2 separate regions of the Arachis hypogaea genome follow, and region 2 is linked to region 1. Evidence: chromatin contacts called from public Hi-C data. All regions are on one chromosome and are shown on one strand. Each heading gives the region's core, a stretch centred on a gene start, on an enhancer-like site or on the middle of the called end of the contact. The rest is flanking DNA. Distances are from core to core; before and after follow the strand shown.

Region 1 (2,920 bases), core at 32-2,531:
AAACATTGGAATATATATGAATTCTTATTATACCATGATAATCATGGGGTGAGCATGTTGGTAGGATTGAATTGAGGGAAGGTGGATGATGTTGTTGGTGGTGGTGATCATCATGGTGGTGAGGGGTTTGTAGCATGAAATTTGCTGGTAAGAAAGCCATATCTCCTTTGAATGATGATGATGTTGATGTTGCAATCGCCACTTTGGATGAATATTATATATAAGACGAAGAATAAGAACAAGATTGCATATATATGCTCAATTTTGAACCAAGCTATTGTTAAAGAAGCAACGAAAATCAAAGGACTAAAGTTTACTGCAAAAATTCTTTGAATTGGAGCTGAATGATGATAGCTTATAGATGTATGTATGTGTGTGTGAGAGAGAGAAAGAGAGAGAAGAAGAAGAAGAAGGAGGTGGAAAGTGTTTGAATCTATAGTTTCTACACATCAACTTCCATATATATCACTCTTTTTTTTTCCTTAATATATATGAGATATTAATAAGTGTAAAATAAATATAGAAATAAATAAAATTCACCTGAATTATTATTCATGTACATAAAAAGCATAACCAATTAGTCAAGGATTTGTTGGAAAATAAGATGAAAGTTATTAGAAAGAATAAAGGAGAGTATGGAAAAAAAATAAAAAAGGGAATTGTGATTAGAAAGTAAGAGAAGGAAAAGCTTTGCTTGCTTCTGTGCCTCAACTTGTCCAATATTCCAATGAAGTGCTTGCATGTGTAATCTCATGACTAGTAATAATTATTATAATTATTTTCCTAATGATAAACTAGTTTCTCACTTGGGAGACAAGTAGAGAGTGCTTTTTTTCTTCTTTCTATTTTCTTTGCAAAAGACAGTTGTCTTTATAAATTATAATGAGTGATGTATTATTGGAACTTCAGCAAGTCACTTTTGATTCCTTTGTTAAGGGCCAGCGGGGGAAAAAAATACGAAGATTCAAAGATTTTTAGATATGTTTATGGGCTTTTTTTTAATTATTATTTTAATTTTTAATAATATAATGTGAAGTGGGTGACTTTGGAGGTAATGATTCTTGATGATGATTTGTTAATAAAAAGTGTAAGCAAGAGTGATTTTTGATGGGGCAAAGTTCTTGGTGAGAAGAGAAAGTTAGGCATAATAGGGGATCCTTTTTAGGGAAAAAAATTAACATGTTGAGGGTGATATTTGTATTTCTATGTTGTGTTCATTTTTGTGAAGGGTGCATGAGATTACTTAACAAAAGGGAGAAATGAGTTGGCTATAACTTGTAGTCCAACTTGAACAATTGTGTTTTTTCTTGGGGAAAGGAGAGAGAAAAGAGGGGAAAATATGTGTATTGTCAATTTGTCATAGAGTATCAACTTAAAAAAATGAATATATATTTTAATTAGTTTATTTAATGTAAAGAATTTTGTTAACTGCTCCCTCCCTCAAATATTTTTTCAATTATAATTTAAGTAAATAATTACAAATATTTTAATTTTTAATAAATTATATTAATTATAAAAGTTTGTTAGAATTTTTATACTTATTTTATATATGTTTTCAATATTTTCTTTATTTAATTGAGTCATCACTAATCTAACTTTTTAACTCTTACTTTATACTTTTACACTGTAAATTTCTCTCACTCTCTCTTTTCAATTTAAGAAATATACATTTTAATTGGTCTCTAAAAAATTTCAAATCGAATATTTTTGTTTTAATAAATTTTTATTCTCTAAAAATTTTCGTAACTTATTTTCTTCAAATAAGTTAATATTTCAGTCACTTTTAATTAAATTTTTAACTTATTGTTAGACAAATAAATTTTTTACAAGACAATTAAATCTTTAAAATATATTATTTATAACAAATTATTCTCCTTTGAAATAACATAGAAATCAATTTGTAAGATAAAATTAATTTTAAAAGACTTTACAAGAATAAATTTGTGAAGATCTAAAAACTTTTTAAGTATCAATTTGAGTATTTATTTGAAGATCTAAATATATATATTTATATAATGTATAATTTAATTTATTTTTAATGTGTACTTCATATTTTAATAAATATTTTATTTTGATAATTAATTTTAGAAAATAATTTTGATGTCCAGCTATAATGGTTGTTTTTTAAAATCAATATCTTTAGATATAGTGATATACTCTTAAAGGAAAACTCGATAAGATGAATTCCCGTAATGATAGAAGAAATTACGAGAAGAGAGAGAAAAGAAGAAGAAGGGCAGGAATCTAGGGGATGGGTCCAATGGAAGAGGGGCAGGGTTTGCCACCTAAACCACCAACATGTATCATGTCAATTACTATTACTATCAACCTCTTTCCCATTATCCCCTTTTTTTTGCATCATCATCTCTCAACCTCCATTGTTTCTGTGAGCCTGAAAACAATCAAAACTCATGACCCCTCTTCTCTTTAATTTTATTATTTTCTATTCTATTCTATTCTATACTATTATTACCCCACCAGAGAGCTGGTGTTGTTTGTCTTCATGCCACATTAGCCACTATATCCATATGTAATATGCTTATGCTTCCTTCCAAAATAGCCTCTGCCACACTACATGTTCATCCTCTATTCTATACACCTTATAAATATGCCATAAATATTCCCTTTACCTCCTCCTTTCCTCAACTTTCAACCCAACAGAATTAGATAGCCACTGCTTTTTCTCAATTAGTTCCCTTAGAAAAATAAATTAGTCTTACACTGGTGAAAAATAAATTAAACTGCAAGGTGTATATATATATAACGAGAGATTCATAAATTTAATATTTTAAATTTTTTGGTCAAGATATATAAGGTCTGATTTAATAATTTATTAGTGGTTTTTATTTTTTAAAAAATTAATCTATTCGTTTCCTAGCCCCTAATAATTAAGGTGATGAGTTCCTGTCTATAAACTAAG
Region 2 (3,204 bases), core at 54-2,553, 420 kb before region 1:
TAATCTTGAAACTTTTGAAAGATAAATATTATTAAAAATAAAATTGATCTTTTAAAATGATAAAAAATAATTTATAAATTGTAATTGATTTTATATAATTTAAAAAAAAATCAGTTTTTTATAAAGAAAAATCAGTTTTTAGATAAAAAAAATTAATTTTTTTAAATAAAAATATATTTTTATATGCAAAAACTAATTATTTTTTCATGTAAAAATGGATTTTTTTAAAATTAATTTTTTTATTTAAAATTAATTTGGCTTATTAACTTAAACAAAATTTTTATTAATCAAACTCAAAATTATTTTTTTTGTTAATCTTAACCATATGTATTCCTACATATTAATAATAAATTTTAAAATAAAATAATTATATTTATAAATTTTATTTTAATATAAATGTTAATATATTTTTTTATTAAAATTTTTTGCCTCTTCAAATATGTTTTTCAAGTTCCGTCTGTACTCCTATGTACTCTTATTTTTTATTAAATTAATTTGTATTGATGTAGAAAATTTGGAATTACAGGTTTCAGTGTCATGTTCTGTCCTGTCTCTAAAAACAAACGCGGCCCAAGATCCATTGAATCAAGATAGATTTTAGCATCTAATATCGAAGATAAATAATTATTTCTAGATATATCAAAAGCATTAAATTCAAGATGAGAGCTTCGACATAATGAAAATTTATTATCTGAGTCTTCCTAAAAATTTGATCAGAGTTTCGTGCTGATAACATATTGTAGAATAAATAAACAAGGAAGAAAATAAATATAAAAATAAAGAAATATAAGACTTTAATATTAACGTTCACCAATACTCTTATCTTACTATAATAGAAGTAATTTCTATATTTACTAATATTATAATTCTTATAATTTAAAACTGTAGAAAGATAAGAGATAGTTTATATTATAATGTGAAGAGAGAAAGAAAATATTTGTTTTATTGTTGTGTGTATTGTTTCATACCATACCTCCTATTTAAACATGTATAGGTTCATATTTTTAACTTTTATTAAATATAAATTCTTTCTTAATAACATAAATATTCTTTTACAAGAAAAACTGTGTCACCCATGATATTAATGGACATTCACATCTACATCTTTCGTGTTGATCACAATACTTATAAAGATTTTCATGTTAAAAATATATTTTATTTATTTAATTATATTTTTAAAAAATATATTTTTATAATACATCAAAATCAAATCATATAATTGATTATCTAATAGTAAAAATAAAATATCTTCGCAAGGACAATTGTAAAATTTTTATGTAGTATCCACGTTATTCTTTTTCCAAATACCCTAATTTTATTATAACACACTTACAGAGAGGGAGAAGGGGGCACGAAAAGAAAGAAGACAGCGAGAACCAGAAGAACACAAGGGACAGGTGAAGAAGAAGAAGAAGAAGAAGAAGAAGAAGAAAGGGTAGAGGGAGGCGATGGCGGGGAGGGGTGGTGCTGTCGCTAGGTCACAGTCGTGACTGAGAGAGAGAGAAAGTTCGGTTGAGAGAAGCAGAGAAGGGGACAGAGGAGGTTGAGCTCGTCGTAAAAGAGAGAAGAAAAAGAGAAAGCGACGGCGGAAGAAGCCATCGCCTCCGCCGCCGCCGTCGAGCTAGAGAGAGAGAGAGAGAGAGAGAGAGAGAGAGAGAGAGAGAGAGAGAGAGAGAGAGAGAGAGAGAGAACGCGACGAGCAATGGGAGGAGGGGGTTGTTTCCGCGCAGCCGAGCTTCCGTCACCGTCGCTGGCTCCCTTCTCTGTCATTGTCGCGTGTTAGTTTCCTAAGCTAATTCTTATTAATGCTTTGAATAGTAATGTCAGTTAATGCGACAGGATTAGTTACCAATTTAATTTCCAGCATTTGGTGAAGAATCTTTTATGTTACATCTCTGCATAAATTATATTACATATGATGAAGACATTTTTAAAAGCATCATAATTTGGTCAGCTACACCACACACATTTTTAAAATGAAGTAAGTCTTTTGGAAAAGAAATAAATAGAAGTCAGTATGGTTTTATGTGGTTGATGTGAAGTGAAATGTGAGTTGCATATAGTGCTTGCAAGGATCCTTTGTCCCATAAACTGTGAACCTTTCATCCTTTTACTACAGAGAATTACGCTTTCATTATCGAAATATTAGCCTCTTTTACCAAATCTTTTTTCACCCTTCAGAACACAGGAAAGATCTCAAGCTTGCAACTGCAACCATGGTTGGTAACAGTGACACCGAACACAGCACAACACAGAGGTGGCGATTCACCTGGGAAGCACAATCGCCTACCCCAACACTTCGCCTATTGCTCTTCACCACCGACACCACCTTCAACCCTTCCCTCCAATGCTACAATCTCAGTGTCAAATTTACTTCCCCACACTCTGTCCTATCCGTGGAATGGTCTGACTCTGATGGCGCTGCACCCTCCAAGCTCAGCGTTCCGGTTCCAAGGGTTTTGGTTGACAGGGAGTCACCGATCTTCCGGGCACTCAGCGATCACATTGAGGTGAAACTCTGCCTCCTCCTTCCTGTGAATCACCCCATCCTTTCCTGCCTGCCCGACGACCTCCAAAATCTGTTGCCCGGTGCCTCCGGGCCTCTCAAAATGCAATCTGGTAATCTTAAAATGTTGCTTATTTGGTGCCATTTTGGGGCCTTATGTTTTTTTCTTGCAACTTCGTGTTGAGGGGTTTGTGACAATTGCATTGACTTTTGCATGGTATAATTGTTTATGTTACCTCTGTTAATCTCTGACAGTTGCTTACTTTCCTCGTTCGTTGTTTCCTTACATTGAAGAATGTGTTCTTTCTATTACGTGTTAGCTAGTTTCTTTGTGTTCATTTTGGCCAATAATTTTTGTTCTTTTGTGTTTGCATTACAGAAGATGTTGATGTTATAACAGTTTTTTTTTTTTTTTTTTTTTTTGGTTCAGATGTTGAAAGTTTATCTTCTAAAGGAGAAGTAGACTTCTATTGCAGAAGATGCTCATTCCAATTAAACAGATATCCTCTGAGGTAAGATTTTATACTTCTCATTTAAATGAAAAAAAAAAGAAAAAAAAAATTGATTATCTAGTATTTTGTTGACTTTTCATAGATAGTTTAGCCATGAAGTGCAGACATAGTTGCTTTATGGTTCAAATACAAGAAAGCAAACTGATGAGACTTCATCACTTACAGTTTTAATACCAGTAAACCTGG

Evidence for each region. Hi-C and Micro-C count contacts between places; a contact is called where the count stands out from the background.
Region 2: a contact with region 1 is called in a Hi-C map of leaf, with 2.7 times the contacts expected there. The contact joins the promoter of LOC112800907 here to the promoter of LOC112800904 in region 1. A contact is called at or near these places in 2 of 8 Hi-C or Micro-C datasets (both in leaf).

Annotation. Positions count from the first base shown.
Region 1 is chr5:16,019,041-16,021,960 of arahy.Tifrunner.gnm2.J5K5, reverse strand. LOC112800904 (homeobox-leucine zipper protein ATHB-13) reads right to left here and starts at 1,281. Exons shown (of 3, transcript XM_025843355.3): 1 at 34-1,281. The coding sequence starts at 160.
Region 2 is chr5:16,439,618-16,442,821 of arahy.Tifrunner.gnm2.J5K5, reverse strand. It overlaps LOC112800907, which reads left to right and starts at 1,303. Exons shown (of 6, transcript XM_025843360.3): 1 at 1,303-1,778; 2 at 2,182-2,619; 3 at 2,937-3,018. The coding sequence starts at 2,217.